Linked DNA regions of Hordeum vulgare: region 1 is linked to region 2. Evidence: chromatin contacts called from public Hi-C data. All regions are on one chromosome and are shown on one strand. The core of a region is the stretch at or near the end of the contact, and the rest is flanking DNA. Distances in the headings are between cores, read along the strand shown. Region 1 has its middle 110 kb from the start of LOC123405348. Region 2 holds the start of LOC123405348 (probable leucine-rich repeat receptor-like protein kinase At1g35710).

Region 1 (5,219 bases), core at 1,899-4,398, 110 kb after region 2:
TTTCGCATGCGAAAACCATTGTTCTTGCGCATTGTGGATGCAGTGGAGGCACACGCTGACTTCTTCAAGCTCATAAGGGATTGTTGCGGTCAACTCTCTTTCTCTGCCAAGCAGAAGTGCACGGCTGCCATGAGGATGCTTGCACTTGGTACTGTGGCTGATGTCGTTGGTGAGATGGTCAGGATGGGAGAGAGCACATGCCTGAAAACTACTCTCATGTTTGTCCGTGTTGTGGTGGAGGTGTTTGGAGCAGAGTATCTGAGAGAGCCAAATGCACAGGACACGGAGAAGTTGTTGGCAATTGGAGAGGCCACATGGTTTCCAGGAATGCAGGGATCAATCGATTGCATGCATTGGCAATGGAAAAACCGCCCCAAAGGTTTGCGAGGAATGTACCAAGGTCACACAAAAGAGGCCACCATCGTACTAAAGGCGGTGGCATCACATGACTTATGGATTTGGCATGCTTTCTTTGGAATGCCAGGTTCTCACAACGACATCAACGTGCTTCAACGATCTCTGGTGCTCAGGAGGCTTTGCAACGGGGAATCACCTCCGTGCAACTACACCGTTAACGACCGAGACTACAACATGAGATACTATCTCGCCGATGGCATATGTCCTCAGTGGGCTGCATTTGTGAAGACCATATCCGAACCACATGGCAAAAAACAAAAGCACTTCACAACAATGCATTAATCAGCTAGGAAGGATGTGGAGAGGGCTTTTGGAGTGCTGCAAGCGTGTTGAGGAATTGTTCGTGGGGCTGCAATGATGTGGGAACAAGAAACTTTGTGGCAATTGATGACATGTTGTGTTATTTTGCACAATATGATCATCGAGGATGAGGGTGATGGTGTAGCCCAAACCAACGATTTTGAAACACCTGGAATACAAGTTGAAATCCCCGAAGATCAAGATGCAATGCATCTTATGAACTTTTTTTTGAGATGCATCAGAATCTCCGAGATCATCACGTGCACACACAACTACTCAATGATCTGATGGTCTAGACATGGACCCATAATAGAAATCAAAGAGCAGACGATCGATCATTCACTTCAAATAAAATTGATGTAAACCCTTTTTATGTTCGGTACCAACATCTATTATACATGCAACCTTTTATTTTTGGATGATCTACGTGCATGGCTTTGTATGGATTTTAGAGTCCGGATATGAGGTATGTGGATGCACGGAACGAAATATGAGGAGCCGTCCGGATGCGTCCGCGGACGTGCCCTATGCATGAAATGAATTTTGTCATATTACCCATAGCAATGCATCGGCCGTAGTCCGACCCTAATACCGACTGGCTCAGTCGTGCTTGGGCGATATTTTTATATGATTTTTTTTAGCAAAATCACTAATTAAAGGGCCCCTTATAAAAATCACTTTCATCTTTGTGCTGACAAATTGTGTATTGCATATGCGTCACTTGTCGTAACCTAAGTGTTTTCCCTTTTCCTCCTAGATTTTTTTTTTCAAAATATTTTATCTTTTAATTCATGCATAAAAAACATGAATTTCACCGTTAGTTTTTTAGGAATTTTTTTTTTGCCACTCTAGATTTTGCCAAAAAAATTATGCCACTTCAGAATTTGACATTTCACTTTTGTCACTCTTAGCTTTTGACAATTATCACAATTGCCACTCAGTGGAAAAATCAAAATAATTTTATTTCACTATTGCCACTCTTAGCTTTTGAGAATTATCACAATTGTCACTCTGAAATTTTTGTTTTTGCCACGAAAATGACAAATGTGATAATGGTTAAAAACTAAGAGTGGAAAAAGTGAAATGTCAAAAATTATAGTGGCATAAGGAAAATTGACAAAATCTAGAGTGGCAAAAACAAAATTTCCCCTAGATTTTTCTCGATAGATCTTCTAAACAAGATCTCGTGTTAATAGGTTTCAATGATTTTGTTTTCGCAGAAGAAATCTGGAATAGAAAAAAAATGAAAACCCAATAAATCATAAACTGAAAAAAATAAAGCGGTAAATATTAGAAAACTAGAAAATAAAAATAAAAAATACAATCAAACTATCTAAATGCAGAAAGGGTGTATAAAGGGCTGGGCGCGTTTGCATCTATTCCGCGCCTCAAAAACCGTATAATCTGTGCCCTATGCACGGAATAGGATTCGCTGTATTGCCCACAACACTAGTTTTTTTTACAGGATAGCGCTCACTGTAGGCTGGTTTTTACATGATTTCATGCGGTCTTCTAAGTGTATATTTGAGAAACACGAGTTTTTCGATTTTAGTGCATTTTCTGTTTTTTTCCTGATTCTTGTTTGGTTTACATTTTATTTCAAATAAATACAGTATAACATTTGCATGCTTCCTCTTGAAGTTTGTTTTGTCCTTTTTATGTTTATTCGTTCAGTTAGAAGAACACATTTTTATACACTATCCTACTTCCTCCGTTCCTAAATATAAGTCTTTTAGAAAATTTCATTAGATGACTACATACAAAGTAAAATGAGTAAATCTATACTCTAAAATATATGTATATACATTCGTATGTAGTTTTTTAATAGAATCGCCAGAAAGACTTATACTTCCTCCGTCTCACAATTCTTGTCGTAGATTTGTTTAGATATGAATGCATCTAGTCAAGTTTTAGTATTTAGATACATTAATTTTTAGAAAAAGTTAAGACAAGAATTTTGAGACGGAGGGGGTATCTGGCAAACGAACTGAGCTTCTTTATCCAGAATTCGATCTTTTGTTTATGAGAAACCTTCAGAATTCGATCTCTGTGTGTGTGTGTGAGAGAGAGTGGCCCCTTCACTGGGCCTGGCCGAAGGCCCAACTGTTTTTGAGGGAGGCCGAAGGCCCAACTTAGTTTACTGACTTCTTTCTTCATGCTTGTCTGCCGATCGGTGCACCTCGCCGCCCCGCTTCGGCGGCCGGCAGTGCCGCCGTCGACCTCTCCCGCCGCCGCGCGGCGTTGGAGCACCCCCTACCAAAACACGAGATAATTCCGCCCCGCCTCCCACCACAGCCCCGCACCACCTCGCCTACCACCACCGCCCCGCACGAGCGCCCATTCGCCAACCCTCGTCGGGGCCGCCGGTCGACAGAGCAGCCACGGCCACGAGTCTCTGGGAAAGGTACGCATTTCTTAGGCCGTCTCTTCAATCTTAAATCTGATTGTTTTTTAGTACAATGGGAGTGGAAAGAGATATGCGACCTCGTTATGTCTTCATCTGTAAAACGGGGCAGATTCATTGGCCGCCTTATTTATTTAATTCGGCAATTGCTATATGAAAGTGATATCTGTTTGTCTGAGGTGTGGTGTCCTTATCTTATACTGTATACATGTGGTCTGATCAATCAAGATGTTGACCCCGTTCCACGCGTTCTGTTGACAGGGAATTTGTGCACTCCTTTCGTCTTCTTTTCCAAAGTCACAATCGATTTCCCAGACAGATGTTACCAAGTCCAACTAAATCATTAAAATAGTAATCGATTTTACCAAGTCCAACTATAACCATATATTCAGACAAATTTCAACAGATGAAATAGCAATGTACTACTCCTTTCGTAAATAAATATAAAAACATCTAAATCATTAAAATAGTAATGATCTAGACGCTTTTATATTTCTTTACACAGAAAGTACCATCTATTGCCGGCAACACTCTTGCAACAACTTCTCGATTACTGAAGTGATCGCCTTCATTCCAGAGTGGCTTCTTCGGATTACGAGTCTACTGAAGTGATCGCCTCTTGTGGATGAAGTTATGCCCTGAATGACGGCCTCGGTGTTACAAATATTGTAACATAGCGTAACAGTTTGACATCGATGCTCCAGATGTCTTTCAGTTTTTTGAGTTTCGCTGCGTGATTCATTTGTTTGTCGTATTCATCATTGCATCATTCATATTGCATCGATAATCCGACGCAGTATTTTTTGGAAGTTGCATCCGTTCGTAGTAGCTGGTTCTCTCCGTTCTCGTTGTTGATCGTTTCAAGACCAAACGCACAAACACGCGCCCGCGACATCATTAAAATATTTCTTTTAAAAATACGTATACAACTTTTTCAGAATGGGTTGAAAGTTGGCGTGCGGCCTTATTATATTATAGAAAACCACATGTCAAATTTTGTCGCATTCGGAAGTCGTTTGATACCCTAATGGATAAACCTATAGTGGCACTAACCGGTTAAATCTTTGGATGCTTTCAGTTTATACAAACTCTGTCACACGCCGCTCAATTCCTCTCTCGTCTCAGCCTAAGAGCCTCCTACACAGCCCACAACTCACCTAGGTACCCCCGTGTTCGGAGTCGTCCGATCGAGATCGAACGGCTCCAAAATGGGGCAAAAACTCCCTAAACCTAGACTCCTTCCCTATTTAAACACCTTCCCCTTCCTAAAATGGATCCCTACCTCCCTTCACCTCAAATCTCATGCGCCCCAAACCCAGCCGCCACGTGAACCGCACCGCCGCCTCCTATGCGCAGCCCTGCAACGGAGCGCCCGCATCTCCCCGTGCCCGAGCTCCCGTCCCGCGCCCGATCCCGCTCCTCCCGATCGGCCCCATCAGAGCATATGCCGTCGTCGGCCGACGCTGTCGCCATGCCCTACCTTCTGCGACCAGGCGAGGAGAGTGTTGCCGCACGCCTCTCTCCTTCTCCCGTTCTCTACCTCTCCCATAACTTCTCTCTCCTCTTTTCCTCCCGTAGATTCTCCATTGTCGTCAAAGGAGCTCAGGTTGCGCCTCGAAATTGCCGGAAATGGACGGATCATGGAGGCCCCGTCACAGATCCACTCTCCCTCTCCTTCCTCCCCTATTGATCATGCATATAATAATTCACAAACCATGCATCAGATTAAAATGAATTATATATGAAAAATGTTCACAATTTTGTGTAGATTAACAATATTCAACTTTATCCATGTTTAAAATGTGTAACATTGCTGTTTGCTTAAATTTGCTTAATGCCATGTTAAAAACGGTATATTTCATATCTTAATAACCGTAACTCTGATGCAAATGTTTTAGATATGTAACTTGTCTAAAAAAACATGTAGAATAACATGGTGCACTTTATTTTTCTGTTTAATTAATTTAAAATGTAAAATATGATTATGCAAAACAGGACCAAATTTATAATATGTATACGGGTTGTTTTGGAAATAATATAAGTTATTTTCAATCTTATTTAAAAACGCCTAGATAAATAGTGTAATTATGTTTCACCT
Region 2 (5,713 bases), core at 2,515-5,014:
ACATATGCAGGCAGCTTCAATGCTACGCTTGATTCACATAATGTTCACGTGGGCATAATTTGGAAGGGACGAGACTATACTTTCAGTAGATCAATTATCCATATGATTGGTATCGATTTATCAGGTGACCCCCTTTCTGGTGAGATCCCTTCAGAATTGCCAAATCTCCAAGCCCTTCATTTCCTGAACCTGTGAAGAAACAATTTATATCTGGTGGCATCCCAAAAAACATTGGTAATTTGAAAGATGTGGAGTCTCTTGACCTCTCTTGGAACAAGCTCTTAGGTCATATTCTTCAGCTCTCTTAATCTATCCAACAACCTTCTATCAGGAGAGATACCTTCAGGAAATCAGCTACAAACACTGGATGACCAGTCCATCTATAGCAACAATCTTGGACTATGTGGTGTCCCTCTGGGCATTCTATGTAAAAACGGCTCAAGTTCTACAGCAGCACTGGATGGGGCAAAGGAAGACCACCATCAATTTGAAACCCTGTGGCTGTACTACTCAGTGATTGCTGGAACTGTCTTTGGTTTCTGGATATGGTTTGGAACATTGTTTTTCTGGAGCATATGGAGGTTTACGCTCTTCAGTTGCATCGATGCCATGCAGCAGAATTTTATGCAGAAGATGAAGCGTACCTGATAGCATGGCACTTTGTGTCCCACTATGTTGCGTTCTTGAAGTTTTCTGTTGTCTACTTTATATGTAGTGGATAGAAAAAAAGTTTATTTTGAACCCTGAATTTGTAGAGATTCAACGAAATGAACCTCCAACTCAAAATCCCTGCCGATTGCACCATAAACTATGTAATCTCGGTCTAAAAATAACCCTGGGCTCGTTTGACAAACCGGGATTGAGCTGTGCTGCGAGGGGCTCGCGCGAAAATGACTGGGCCAGCCCAGTCAAGCCAATCTCGCTCTCGGACTTCCCAATATTTACGGAAAGAGCACGTGCCTTGCCGGAGCCGAACGCGGCGATGTCTGGCACCGTCGGCGAGAGCAGCAGTAGCTGCCGCGGCACCGCGGCGAGCCCCCCGCGCTACGACCGCAGCATCACCGTCTTCTCCCCCGACGGCCGCGTCTTCCAAGTCGGTTAGTACGCTACGCACGCTTCTCGCGCCCCCGAAATCGAGCTCCGCCCCAGCGCCGCCGCCTCCCTTGCTCTGGCTCCGCGCCGACCTGCCTGTTCTATCTGCCGCAGATTACGCCCGCAACTCCGTGAAGCTGGAGGGGATCACCTCCGTCGCCGTGCGCGACGCCGACTCCGTCTGGGTCATCACCCAGCGGACCAAGGCACCGGCGGTGAGTGCACATGCGCTGGCCAGCACTGGTGAATGGTGATCGAACCGTCTCGTGATTTTGTGGAGTAACCGGTGGCGCCGTACGTGCTTGTTGCATTCGAGGACCTGTTGCTGGACACATCGGACCCCCCTATCACCGAGCGGCTTGGTATGCTCGCCACGGGGATGCCAGGTGACTAATCGTCTCTGCTTGCAGTTCTAATCTCATGTGTGATAATGCTGTGCACGACAATTTGATCCCATTGGTAATTCATACGCAGCTGCATTGCGATTTGCGAGATCGAGTAGTAGTTTACCATTGGCCGGTTTTGTTTTCCACCCTGAAGTACTTCCTAGAACACTCTGTATACACATTCATTCTACTGTGCACTTCTAGGATGCGTGGCAGACCTGTGAGTAATTTTTGTTTTTCAACTTAGATCAGGTTGGGTACTAGTAGTACTGTGATTTGTGAATGATGATCCATTTGAAAAGTCCCAAAGGACCAAAACCGTGGGCATAAATCATACGCACTATTTTTATAATATTTAAATATATTTTAAAATGCCACGTATTATTTTTATAATATTTAAATATATTTTGAAACACCACGTACTATTTTTATAATATTTAAATATATTTTGTGTTCACTTTTTGAAAAAGGGCAGCCTTTTTATTAGATTTTTCACTTTTATAAACTTTTTGTGTTCATTTTTTTGTTTTTTTTATTTTTTTAGACCATGGGCAGCCTTTTTTTAGCAGTCTAAAAAAAAATGGGCCGATCCAGCCCATCAGCCAGCCGAATCCCCGTTGACATTTCTCCCGTTAGCATTTTTGCGTCTCAAGGTCCGATTTAGACCGGGATCAGCCAACGACAGGGATTTGGACTTGAGGGTTTGATTCGCCGAACCTCTATGAATTCAGGGTTTAAAATAAACTTTTTCCTAATGGATATAGATGTATTGTTCATGGCTCTTCTCCTTGTGTTTTCTTTCACCAACAAACAATATTTCTTCATGCGAGCGTGTGGACAGAATTGAATTACAATTTGTTACAATATATGGGAGAGATCAAACTTGTACATATTTGTATATTTTTTTTCAAAATGGAATTTATATTAGGCTTTGTTTGTCTGAATTATGTGAGTTACAGTCATGTATGTTTCATGGTTGTGGTTACTATTTTTTAGAGCTTTGCTTAGGCGTGTTTGTATAGTGGGTCATGAGCTCAGCGCCATCCTCGTCTCCGGCAGCCAGACCATTGTTCTCTCCTATGAGGCTGTGACCACATGCTCCAGAGGTGCCGCTCAGCGGTTGTGAAGGTTTTCGCCTGGTTCTTCATATTTAACCGGACAGTCTGGTTTTCGTTTGGTTTTTTCTAATTAATCGAACAACTCTTTTTTCTTAATGAATGCAGGATAACTAAACCTGTGCATAGTCCGGGCAGGGCCGGGTTTCGGGCCGGGCTTTAAAAAGCCCGAACGGGAAAACTTAGGCCCGAGCCCGGCCTGGCCCAGCCGTCGGGCCCGAACCCAGCCCGAACATGCAAAGCCCGGTAAAGCCCGACAGGCCCGGCCCGATCTAGGCTTAAAAAATACGTTTTGCAAGCCCGAGCCCGGCCTGGTCTGCTCTTCGGGCTTACTTTTCAGGCCCGAGCCCGGCCCGATGGCACGATCAGGCCTGGCCCGGCCCGGAATTTTCGGGTCGGGCCGGCCGGGCCGGGCTGCCCATGCCCAGATGTAAGGATAAGTGCCATTTCGAAAAACATGCGCTGGAGGCTGTACCCCAGCCAGAGACGTGAGGGAACCTCCTTGTCGCCCTCAGGCTGCGATCAAGTCGGAGGATCCTGAGGGGGGGGAGTAGCTGTGATCACATTGCCTCTGCTCTTCTCGGTTTGAAGTTTCCATTCCTTTCTGCAGATTTTGTGTTTGGTTTTCAAAAATAAATTTAGAAGTTAAATGCCCAGTTGACAATCTGAAGGTTGCTACAAGATGCCGTAAGTAGTGAAGGGAAGGAGCGAGCGAGCCTGTTGTTGCATCCCCTTGCTAGTGAAATAAGCGTCTGAATATATGCAATAATTGGATGATTTAGGTACAGAAGCTCACGGCCACATGCTTGAACTGAACCAAAGATGGGTTATGCTATTTATTTTTATTTCACACTACACTTTTGGAGGTTCCATGCTTGTGGGCAAGAATTGGCATTCAATCCTAGACATGGACTGACTGATTTGGGCGTTGGACTTGAGCCGCGCAGCTGGTTGGCTTTGTGTTAGCAGACAGTTACAACCACATACATCCTCTCAGCAGTCTCAGTCATCAGCCATGACTTTACCTGCAATCACACCCCTGTGGGGCTAGGAATTGGGATAGCCAAGAGTGTTTCCTCTCATTACTGCTAGGTTTGATATTTTCCTCACATATAACCCCCCGCGACTGCGACGGCACTGAAATATATTCACCTTTTTTTCTCCTATGATAACTTTGATCTATGTGCACATTACCTACTTCTAAAGGCAATACATAAAACATTCTGCCCGCTGCAATGGTGCTGCTGAAATTCTTCCATATTTCCGTTTGCTTGCTAGTATGCACAGCCAAGGAGACCAACCAGGAAGCAGAAGCACTACTCCGATGGAAGTCCACTTTGATTGGCACCAACTTGCTGTCCTCTTGGTCGATTACCAACTCTACATGCTCTTGGTTCGGCGTCACCTGTGATGCTGCCGGACATGTTACCGAGCTCCAACTTCATAACGCGGGGCTCCATGGTACGCTTCACGCCTTCTACTCTGCAGCGTTACAGAACCTCACTCTGCTAGATCTTTACAACAATAATCTTGTTGGCGTCGTACCAGCAAATATCTCCATGTTGTCCTCCCTCAGTATTCTGGACTTGAGCTATAACAATCTTGCTGGTGCCATTCCCTATCAACTTAGTAAGCTTCCAATGATTGTTGAGTTAGATTTGGGAAACAACCACTTGACCAACCCGGAATATGCCAAGTTTTCACCTATGTCCACTTTGAAGTTGCTATCTCTAGCTAATAATGACCTCAATGGTACCTTCCCACAATTCATCCTCAACTGCTCCAGTCCTAGTATGAGGTCTCTAGATTTATCGGGTAACTCCTTCTCAGGGCCGTTACCAGATTCATTGTCTGAGATGGTTCCAAGATTGCGGTATCTGAATTTATCCTCTAATGGATTCTCTGGCTCCATACCCTGCTCACTCTCAAGGCTCCAAAAGCTCAAGTGGCTATATCTCAACTCAAATAATCTCACAGGAGGAATCCCCAAAGAGCTTGGGATGATAACTGGATTGAGAATGCTTTCTCTGTACAACAACTCACTTGGTGGGTCGATCCCAGCCTCACTTGGGAAGCTTCAGTTGCTACAGCGGCTCAACATTGGAAACACTGATTTGATTTCTAGTCTTCCGCCCGAGCTGGGGAATCTTACCAGTCTTGAACACATGTTACTGGAAGGGAACCATTTGTTTGGAAGCTTGCCACCATCTTATGGCAGACTGCGGAATTTGCAATATTTTGACATAGGGAACAACAAAATCAATGGTTCCATTCCACAAGATATTTCTGCAAACTGGACCAAAATGAAGGGTTTTGATGTATCCAACAACTGGTTAACCGGAAGCATCCCCCCACAGATCAGCAAGTGGAAGGAGCTTGTCTTTCTTGCCCTGTACAACAACAATTTTTTTGGCTCGATCCCAGTGGAGATGGGAAGCATGCGGAACTTGCAACTATTGTCCTTGTACAAGAATCACATAACTGGAACAATACCGTCAGATATCGGTAATGCGACATCTTTGAAATTCCTTGACATCAGCTTCAACCATCTTGAGGGTGAGCTTCCTGCAGCCATCGCGTTGTTGGTAAATCTTGTTGTCCTTGACTTGTCTAGCAACAAGTTTACAGGTACCATTCCTAATCTTGATAGCAGGAAGTTGGCAGTTCTTAAGGTGGCTGAGAATAGCAGCTTCTTGGCAGAACCATTGTCTGCCTTTTGTCAACTAAAACATTTGCGACTCTTGGGTCTATCAAATAATAAGTTAATTGGGCAGCTTCCTGGTTGCTTGTGGAACTTGAAAGATTTACAATCCTTAGATTTGTCAAGCAATGCTTTTTCTGGGGAAGTTTCAACCTCAACTTACTACAGTACTTCCCTAAGATTGTTGCAGTTGTCGAACAACAAGTTCACAGGTTACTTTCCAGCAGTCATGAAGAACTTCAAAAACCTTGTTATTTTAGATCTCGGGAACAATGAGTTTTCTGGTGCAATTCCTCCGTGGATAGGGGAAAGAAAACGTCTGCTGAGGATCCTTGGACTGCGATCAAACATGTTCTCTGGAAGTATTCCGTGGCAGCTATCACAACTCCCCCATCTGCAGTTACTTGATCTAGCTGAAA

What was found. A called contact is a pair of places that touch in the nucleus more often than the background predicts.
Region 1: a Hi-C map of leaf shows a contact between it and region 2, with 2.8 times the contacts expected there. The contact joins the enhancer-like site here to the promoter of LOC123405348 in region 2. A contact is called at or near these places in 2 of 6 Hi-C or Micro-C datasets (leaf and seedling).

What each region holds. Positions count from the first base shown.
Region 1 is chr6H:94,994,648-94,999,866 of MorexV3_pseudomolecules_assembly, forward strand. No RefSeq gene overlaps it. Among protein-coding and RNA genes, the nearest start is that of LOC123405348, 110 kb to the left of the region's middle. Within about 2 kb of position 3,149, at least 3 of the 3 cell types and tissues checked have open chromatin away from gene starts, as enhancers often do. A contact at or near this core is called in leaf and seedling, where this site is marked.
Region 2 is chr6H:94,880,849-94,886,561 of MorexV3_pseudomolecules_assembly, forward strand. LOC123405348 (probable leucine-rich repeat receptor-like protein kinase At1g35710) reads left to right here and starts at 3,765. Exons shown (of 2, transcript XM_045099072.1): 1 at 3,765-5,713. The coding sequence starts at 3,829.